Regions from separate parts of the Ovis aries genome. Here region 2 is linked to region 1. Evidence: chromatin contacts called from public Hi-C data. All regions are on one chromosome and are shown on one strand. The core of a region is the stretch at or near the end of the contact, and the rest is flanking DNA. Distances in the headings are between cores, read along the strand shown. Region 1 has its middle 23 kb from the start of TRNAC-GCA. Region 2 overlaps FNDC3A (fibronectin type III domain containing 3A).

The links. Hi-C and Micro-C count contacts between places; a contact is called where the count stands out from the background.
Region 2: a contact with region 1 is called in a Hi-C map of liver, with 5 times the contacts expected there. The contact joins two enhancer-like sites. A contact is called at or near these places in 4 of 16 Hi-C or Micro-C datasets (blood, liver, skin fibroblasts and 1 more).

Annotation. Positions count from the first base shown.
Region 1 is chr10:18,843,659-18,848,579 of ARS-UI_Ramb_v3.0, forward strand. No RefSeq gene overlaps it. Among named protein-coding and RNA genes, the nearest start is that of TRNAC-GCA, 23 kb to the left of the region's middle. Within about 2 kb of position 1,998, at least 27 of the 54 cell types and tissues checked have an H3K27ac peak or open chromatin away from gene starts, as enhancers often do. A contact at or near this core is called in liver, where this site is marked.
Region 2 is chr10:19,120,116-19,125,036 of ARS-UI_Ramb_v3.0, forward strand. All of the region lies in intron 3 of FNDC3A (fibronectin type III domain containing 3A), which reads left to right. Among named protein-coding and RNA genes, the nearest start is that of FNDC3A, 62 kb to the left of the region's middle. Within about 2 kb of position 2,801, at least 21 of the 54 cell types and tissues checked have an H3K27ac peak or open chromatin away from gene starts, as enhancers often do. A contact at or near this core is called in liver, where this site is marked.

The DNA.
Region 1 (4,921 bases), core at 748-3,247:
TCTTTTTTTTTTTTTTTTTTTTGACCACAGCAATCAGCTTATGGGATCTTAGTTCCCCAAAGTGAAGAGAAGTTGCTCAGTTGTGTCCAACTCTTTGAGACCCCCATGGACTGTAGCCTACCAGGCTCCTCTGTCCATGGGATTCTCCAGGTAAGAGTACTGGAGTGGGCTGCCATTTCCTTTCCCAGGGGCAACCAGATATCAAACCTAGGCCCCCGGCAGTGGAAGGGTGGAGTCCTAATCACTGGCCCATCAGGGACAGTATTTAGGGACTGAGAAAAAAGTCAAAAGCAACATTTCAAAATATTACATAGGACTGTGCTAAGTAACTTCAGTCATGTCTGATTCTTTTCGACTCAATGGACTATAACCCATCAGGCTCCTCTGTCCATCAGATTCTCCAGGCAAGAATATTGCCTGGAGTGGGCCGCCATGCTCCTCTGCAGGGAATCTTCCCAACCTAGGGATTGAACCTGCATCTCTTAAATCTCCTGCTTTGGCAGGCGGGTTCTTTACCACTCACACCGCCTAGGAAGCCCCATTTTCCTTATGAAAGTAAAAAGTGAAAGTGGCTCAGTTGTGTCTGACTCCTCATGACCCCATAGACTATAGACTGCCAGGCTCCTCTGTCCACGGAACTCTCCAAGCAAGAGCACTGGAGTGGGTAGCCACATTATGAGTATTTTCTTTGCAGTTCTTTTTTTTTATTTTCCAAATTTTCCACAGTGAGTTTGTAATGATAATTGGAAATCTTGTTATTTTCATTTTTTTAAAAAAGAAACACATACGACCATCCCTTTCTTCCACCCCTCTTGCTGAATTTCACCTCTTGGCCATGTTCATTTTCCAGACAAGAAGTTAGGCTCCTCTCTGCCTGCTTCCATCTCACTTCCAATATCTGAAATCCCTTTATTTCTGTTGAGAGCAGCTCACTTCCCACTCCCCACACCTGCCCCAGGGGAAGATCATGCTTTTAGGATTTAGGGATGGAGAATTTTCGGATGCTCCCCACAGGTTAGCCCCACTGGCAGAGGCCATGCATGGGTGGAGAGAGGGACTCTTTGGTACAGAGCTAGACCAAGGCATGGTCTGAACCCCACGAACACCCGTGTCACCTCCCCTGTAAGGAACTGTCCAGTGCCAAACAGTTGAGTTCTCAGTTCCCAGCTTCCATTGTCACCCGGGTCAGTAAATGGATCAAACAGAAAGTGAGAAAATGTGAGCTGTGATGACTTTGAGAACCACCGATGCGAAGAGGCGTCTCATTGGAAAAGACCTTGATGCTGGGAAAGGTTGAAGGCAAGAGGAGAAGACGGCGACAGAGGATGAGATGGTTGGATGGCATCAATGGACATGAGTCTGAGCAGACTCGGTGACAGTGAAGGACAGGGAAGCCTGGCGTCCTGCAGTCCATGGGGTCGCAAAGGGTTGGATACGACCCTTTGCGACTGAATGACAACAAGGGAGACTATCCGCAGATTCCCTGTTAGCCACAGATCCTCTCTGCTATTGTCACTTAAGGTCCCCAGGCCAGACCTATGACAGTCTGGTAAATCAGGCCTGGTTGGCCACGTTAACTTCATCCTTCAGATCAAACGTCTAGTCCGTGGTTAGAAATTCTTTTTTCCCATTTTAGATAGAATCTGCATAGCAGACTACTCTGCATAGCAGAGTAAGCCTCCCGCAGGCTGGAATCAGAAGGCTACGCTGTCACCTGCAGACATCTCCAGGGGGGCTGGGGGAATGTTAGTGATAAGGAATTGTTTACTGGGTGCCTCCAGCTAGGGTACCAGCCCTGGAGGAAGAGCAGCAGAACAGGCACTAACGAGCAAGAGAAGGCAGGGTCAGAAATGGCCATTAGCTCAGAGAACTAGGCTTGCTGACCAGAAAGCTCGGGAAAAAATTGCAAAATGCTTTCAGGCTGGGCTCCCAGTGCAGAATAATAAGCCTGGTGACGAAGGCGCTTTCGCTGTGAACTCCACCCCTTGGTGACCGAGCCCCGCCCCTTGGTGACCGAGCCCCACCCCTTGAGGACCGAGCCCCGCCCCTTGGCTGCGCAATAGCCAGCCCTGAGAGGCGACCAAGACCCCAGCAGCTCAGGCCACAGAAAGGAAGGTGTGGTGAGGAAAGAGACCAGTAGCATAGACTTTCTGAGGAGCTCTGACTGTTAGAACACCTTAGAGTCCGCTGCCAGCGAGAGAGGGCAGAAACGGCAGGATCCAGCACGTTTGTGCTTAATCCGGAGGAAAACAAACACACTGGCTAAGGAGGGGGCCGCTGCAGAGGTGGAGAAATAGTGACCAGCTGCCCGTTCTGTCCTTGGACCAATTGGGAGAAAGCCCTCCCTCACCAGTTGGTCAGGAGTGGCAGCAAAAGGGAAAGCTCCCCCCGCTTCCCCATCCCCCTCCCCCAAAGCCAGACTATAAGCGCTGCTAGGTTCCAAGAACGCAGAGACCCTGTGTGTTTTCTTTTGCCGTTCACTCTGCAGCCCCAAGACTGTGGCTGAAACATCATAGATGCTCAGAAAATATTTGTTGTCCTGAGGGAGAAACAAAGTGGAAAACCAGAAGCTAGAAAATCTGCAAGTGCAGTGAGGGTCATTTCTTACTTCTCTCTGTTCCCCTGACCTGGATTTCAGGCCCTTCTGAGTATGTGATTTTAGACGGGCTGCCATTTCTCATGACCTCATGCTTAGTTTGGGTTTGGTTTTTCATTTATAAGGTGATGATAGCAATACTTCATAGGGTTCTTGTCAGGGTTAAATGAGGTAATGTATACTGAAGAGATTTGTAAACTGTAAAGTGTTAGATAAATGCTAACTTTCTGCTGTTTTGTGAGGATGGTATGATGACGTTGAGGATGGTGATAGCAATGATGAAACAATGATGGTTTCTTTTGGAAGAGAAGGTTGTGAAACTCTGAAGCGAACTTAAGAGAATTTCGTATGTGGAACCAGAGTGGATGTGTTGATGGAGAGAAAGGGTCACAGGAGCCAGAGACCCCAGTGCAGAATTTTGCTCACGTGGCTTGTGTGGTCACCCTTTATGTTGCTAAATTTGAACTCTGGGTTAGGAAAGCTCATTTAGAGCAAGGAGCGTCTTTCACTCCTGTTTGTTCTTCATGCCCCTTACACAGTACGTTGTTCATAAACAAGCAGTAAACATTTGTTGTGGGGGAAATAACGAATGAATGACTTGATGAAGGGGGACATAGCTGCAGTGGGCAAAGAGCAATGAGAATATTATGTGGGCAGAGATTGCTCCCTGAAAGTAATTTGTTCAGGCAGAATCAAAACTGATCTTGTCACTTCCTAATTTAAAAACTCCATTGATTCTTCACTGCTCAAAAAATGAAGTTCAAGTGTATTAGGAGGGCATACGAGGCCCTTTAGAAACTAGATCCAACCTCTCTCTCTCTTTTTTTTTAAGAATATTTATTTACCTATTTAGCTGCATCGTGTCCTAGATGTAGCACGCAAGCGTTTTGTTGCAGAGCGTGAGCTTCTCTCCAGTTGTGGTTCAAACTCACTAGTTGTAGCACAACCTTAGTTGTCCTTCTGCATGTGAGATCTTAGTCCCCTCACCAGGGGTCAAACCTATGTCCCCTGCATTGGAAAATGGATTCTTAACTACTGGACCACCAGGGAAGACCCCCAGCCTATCTCTCTAGTCTCATCTTCCTTCCCTCACTCCATTTCCCCAAACCGTAATTCCTCCCACAACTGTCTTTACTCACTCACGTTCTAACAATGCTGAACTCCTTAGGGTTCCCTGGACAGGCCATGTCTTTTCCGAGTCTATTTCCTTCTGTTGGCACACTCCTGTGCATCCATGGAGATACAGTTTCTGCGCTGTCTGTTTTGGAAAGCGGTCCCTGATGTCCCAAGCATTTGTTCATTCACAGAACTAGTGTTTCCTTAGCACCTGTGTTTGAGCAGGCCACCCAAGATGGCTGTTCTCTCGCTCTCCGTGCAGCTCCTGTTCAACCAGTCGCTGCTTCACCTCTACCCTACTCACCTAACCAACCTTTCCTCTTCATCATGAGCCTAACCAGTAAATGCCTGTGTACTTGCCCCGGCCCCAGCTAGTGATGGTTCTAATCTTTACATCAGCACTATCTAGCCCGTGATAGTTTAGCAATGGGGCAATAAGGCACACCGGTCTGCTGGTTTCCCTGGTAACCTCCATAACAGGTAATCTCCCTCTTCCCCAGTAGTGAAGACTACTGCTATATCCTGCCCACCATCTTTCTCGGTGGAGTGTCACTCCAGGTCTTTGCTTCAGACATGTGAGAGTCCCCCATCCATCAAATCACTGCTGTCTCTGTTGCTGACCCTGGGCTCTATCTTTGGGCTTGTGATTGGGCAAGTACAGAGCTTCCAGGCCTGCGGGTGCAGCCTAACAACCTGCGGTGAGCCAGACACTGTTCTAAATGCTGGAGGCAGCAGTGAACAGGTCAGACTGCGTCTCCATCCTCATGGAGCATTCATTCAAACAAAAGGGGGTGGGAATTCAAAGCAAAGGAAAGAAAATCATTCTATACTCTGCTGGAGTTCAGTCTGTAAGTCATGTCTGACCTGCGACTGCAGCCTGCCAAGCTTCCCTGTCCCCTACTATCTCCCAGAGTTTGCTCAGACTCATGTCCATCGCATCAGTGATGCTATCTAACCATCTCATCCTCTGCTTCCCCCTTCTCCTTTTGCCTGTGTTTACTGTTAGGATGTTGTAAAAGTAAGAGGGCTGGGGGACTGAGGAAGGGGTTGAGAATTCTGTTTTATTTAAGGTGATATATCAGTCACGATAAGATGGCTTATGTTGCAATTAAAAAACAGCCCCCTAAAATCTTAGTTTTAAAACAAAGATTTGCTTCTAGTCATGCTCCTTGGTTCCTGAGGGTCATCTAGGGCTTAGCTCCACATTCC
Region 2 (4,921 bases), core at 1,551-4,050, 280 kb after region 1:
GGAAGACCTAATGTCGCAGAAGAAAGAACTAGTGAGATGCTAGATACAGTGACCGGAGATTTAAACATGAGAGCTTTAACATTTCAAAGACGAGATTCTGTAGTGGAATTCTGAGTGATAAATTCTAAGATATATCACTGAACATGCTTTACTAAAAACAATAGAAGAGTTCAAGAAAGGTATGTTAGGTTTTCTTGGACACGGAAGTCGTCTTGCTGATAGGCAAGAGCTGGGAAAAACACTGTGAACATGGTGCTGAAGCTCTCAATAAATGATGGCAGTGAGAAGGGGCAGAGGGTGCTGTATCACCATGCATTACTATGGCGTGATCTCGAGGAACAAGAAGCTGAAGCATGAAACAGCAACAGTAGTGGCGCTGAGAAGCAGCCCTTCGGGTGTCTGGAGCCTGCCTCAGGAGAGAATGAGAAGCTGCTGCTCCCAGCAGCTATTGGAAGAGCTGTCCTGGAGGCGAGCTGGGTTTCATTTAAAGAAAGCCCATCAGCAGGTGTTCTGTGAAAAGGTTGAGGATCTAGGGGAATTTATAACAAGGAAAATGTTCCAGTGAGCACAATGGGAAGAAATGAGAAGATCATCCGTTAAAGAAAGTCAAGAAATGGAAACACAGCTGTGTGAGAACATGAGCCAAAATGAGGAAGTGGGCTGCTGGGACTTGCTTTTTGTTTAGGGGCTAAAGATCAGAGGCATGGTTGGATTTACTGGGAGCCTGAATCCAACATTTATGAGAAGATTCTGTTGAGACCAGGAGACTTTTAGGTATTAAGCTATGCTCCTCAGGGCAGCTTTGCCTTTTAGTGAGACTTAGAAGGTAACAATTACCCTTCCTCACTAGTGAGAATGATACTTCAGTGTCTTATCTCCTCTGAAATGTCTGGCATGTATTTATTGAAACCTCCAGGTTATCCCTTGCCAGTTCTTCTCCAGCTTTTTGGAAGACCAAGTCTTTGAACATGGTTTATATATGTTTAAAATATTGCCTTATTGTTAAAATAATCCTGGCTTTGCCTCATTGTGTGCTCTTGGCAAGTTACTTTATTGCATTCTGCTTCAATTCCCTTACCTATAAGCGATGCCTATTTCAGTTATTTCGAGGATTGAGTTAACACATGTAAAACATTGAATAGTACCCTGTCCATTACTTTCTCAGATATGTGTGTGTGTGTGTGTGTGTGTGTGTGTGTGTGCGTGCGCAGTCATGTTTGACTGTGACCCTGTGGATTGTAGCCCGTCAGGCTCCTCTGTCCATGGAATTTTCCAGGCAAGAATACTGGAGCAGGTTGCCATTTCCTACTTCAGGGTGTCTTCCTGACCCAGGGATTGAACCCATGTCTCATTTGTCTCCTGCATTGGCAGGCAGATTTTTTATCACTGAGCCACGTGGGAAGCCCCATAGTGACCATTCTTATAATAATAACTATCATTTATTGAGTGGTGGCAGCCAGTGTACTTGGTACTTTAAATTTATCTAGTTTGATTCTCACAACAATGCTATGAAGTTGATTGTTTTAACCATTTTATAGAAGGAAACTGAGTCACAGAAGAGCAGTAAATTGCCTTGCTAATAAATATTGATGCTGTTGTTAAAACTTACATCTTTTAATACGAAAATGCACTTTCTTTCCACTGCTCAATTTATTACAAATCACATTCATTATCATTACCTGTATATTTGTATTAGCTATAAATAAATGTCCTTAACTACACAGCACCATAAAGTAATGAAAAGCCCTCCAAAGTTCTTACAGTCTTATTACCCTCTCTTATAACTGAACATTTAGTCTTCTTCCTGGTCTCTACACCTGCTTGAGTAAAGTACTTTAAGCCCCAATCATGACCTGTCTTTTCAGATTTCATGAGCATGAGTGAGAATACCATCTACCCAGTATCTGTATTAGTGTCCAGGTTAAACCTTTAGAAACAAGAAAAAATCAGATGAAAAGAAAGTAAAACCAGTAATAATACAAAAAAAAAGGTAGTGTTTATTAACTTGAGATGTTAAATGCCTGTCTGAAATAGAAATCCCATGCTTAAAGAACAAGTTGATGAAGCCTGTATTCTGTAGATAATTCTTTTGTGTACTGTGGGCTTTCCTTAAGGGTTGCCCACAATACACAAAAGAATTTTAAGGGATGAGTATGGAGAGTGCATCAAGTTACACAAGGACATTTCAGAGTGAGGCTTCTAAATTAGTGTTATATGTGTCCTAAAATTTATAAATGAAAAGCAGCCGGCTGGGGTAATAAAATTTGAATTAGTAGATAGTATGTAGGGCTTCCCAGGTGGCTCTAATGGTAAAGAACCCATCTGCCAATGCAGGTAGACTAATGAGACGCTAGTTCGATCCCTGGGTCGGGAGGATCCCTGGGAGAAGGACGTGGCGACCCACTCCAGTATTCTTGCCTTTAGAATCCCATGGACAGAGGAGCAGAACAGGCTGCAATCCATAGGGTCGCAGAGTCGGACATGGCTGAAGCGATTTAGCACACAGGCCTATTAGTTATCAGAGGAAAATGAGAACAAACCCTAACCCCAAAGGGAGTTTTTTTATATCAGATATCTATGTTTCCATGAATATCTTGATGAGCTTTTGAGCTGGTTCATAAAGGAGTCTGAAAATTTTCAAATCCAGGGCAGAATCAGTAGAAATCTTTTAATCATTTACTGTACGCCAAACACTGCCAGCAGGAACGCTTGCTTTTTTTTCCCCTTCCCTTTCCGCGGGTCACTGCAGGTCACGTGGTTAGTATCACGTGACTCGGTCAAAGGATCTTTTCCTCGTAGCTTTGCTTAAAAAAAAAAAAAAAGGCAGCAACCGCGGTTCTCCAATTAAAGCTGCTAACGTGTACTACGCTGTTTCCTTGTTGGATTTTCTTGTTCTCTGCTACTGTAAAAACAAAATGAGTGGTAAGATTGACTGGTTTTGAACATTCTGCTTTTATTTTAAAACGTAGCAAGTATTGTATTACTCTAAAGTCATGCCGTGTGTTTTTTCAATAGATGCCAGATCTGTCGCTGTAAAAATTTTACATTGTGGCCATGTAGTTATAAAAAGATTAGACTCTGTTTAGAGTTGGGTTGATTTTATATTCCACAGAATATTCCTTTCCAGAGCCTTTACTAGGATTTTCTTTTTACAACTAAAATCTGCAAACTGGCATCAGATTATTTGGAAGCCATTGTGAAAGCTTGCTTGTAAGGAGAATGTGTGGCACGTCAGCAGCCCGTTGCCTGTTACGAATTTGAACCCAGACAGATCTCTCGTTTTGTTTTGTTTTTTAATCAGATGTCTGCTCATATCTGCTAATAAAGAAAAAATTTAAAAAGAGTTGACATTTTACTAGATGAAATACCGTCTTTACTGAATCATTGATGGCAATTTTTAAGGAATTTAGGCTTCTCAGATTTCTTAAGGCAATTGGTAAATAGAGCTGTTTACTCTTATGCAAGATTTTAGAAAAGGAAATATGCCCTTAAAAATCTAGGTATATGATTTGTGGTAGATTTTGCTCAAATCGTATATATTATTAAGGAGTTAGCTGGTGGATCTACAGTGGTTCAGATACAGCTACTCTCCTGCCAGATGTGCTTAATGGTACAGTCTGTAACAGACTTAGCTTTCTTCACTGAGACAGGAGCTCCATCACTGCCCTCAATCAAGAGTTTGTAGTTAATCTTTTCGTACCTCCTAAATTTAAAAATATTGTTGGAACTAAGGAGGTGATGGAACTTCTGCATCATCAAGTATGCGAGGTTTTGGAGTTTTGCTACTATAGACAGGAATAGCAACAGAAATGGTGCTGTAAATATTGTAGTTCTAAGCAACAAAATAAATACCTGTATTTATTTTGTTTATACAATGGGAGTTTTATAGGTTGTGTTGCATGTTACTTCACACCAGTATTTTAGATATTAAATAATGCTATACATGAAGTGTGTGGTTTGGTTTGGTTTGGTTTTAAAGAAAAAAAATCTAACCTTGTACCATTTTCCCTCAGGGTAAGAAAATTCACTTGCTAAAGTGAAAAGATTACTTCATAGGGATATGAGTTAATGATTATTCCTGGACTGCAGCTAGTTATGGGTTTACTGCTGGTTTATTTGAGATTAGGTTTGTTTTGTGCTCTCTTCAGTAATCACACTTATAATTAAAGAATAAAGTAGAATTTTGTACTACTAAATTACAAACACTTAGCAGCTTTCAAAGAATATTATGGTTTGAATTGCAACTAGTTAGTATTTATATATTCATATCTTTAGTGAAAGAAGAGCAACCCAAAGCAGTTATGTAGTTTTATAAGTTTAAATGTAATCGGTAATAATTTATTTTTTACTCTGATGGCTAAAAAACAAAAGCTTGTTCTGATAACTTGAAATAGGGATTAAACTTGACCACGTATGCAAGGTAGCAGTCTCTGGCACATACAGTAGAAACACAACAAAGTAATGTCCTTTATTAAAATTATATATAATAGTTTTCAGTGAATTCTCTTTCTGGTTCTCAGCAAAATTTCACACATTCTGAATAATCTCTAAGCCAGATCTCAGGATTCAGAAAGCTAGCTTGCCATAGTTTTCTATAAATTAGCTAACAGAAGTAAACCAGCATAACTTTAAAACTGCTGTCATTTCTTGAGTCCAGCATATTGAAGTTGAAAGGTGAGTTTTGGATGAAGCCTCTCTTGCCTAGAGTTGTAAAGCATGTCACAAGTATTGTTTAGTAAATTTATAGGTAATGTTGACTTAGATGTAGGAAAATTTTGTTTTTGTTTTCCAAGGATATGAAAATAAAGAAGGCCTTACTTGTCCTTAGAAGCATCAGAGCATATTTCTTAAAGCTCATTACATCAGTTGTTAAAAAATACATAATATTTTAGTGTTTACTAAATACATAGTAGAAATATAT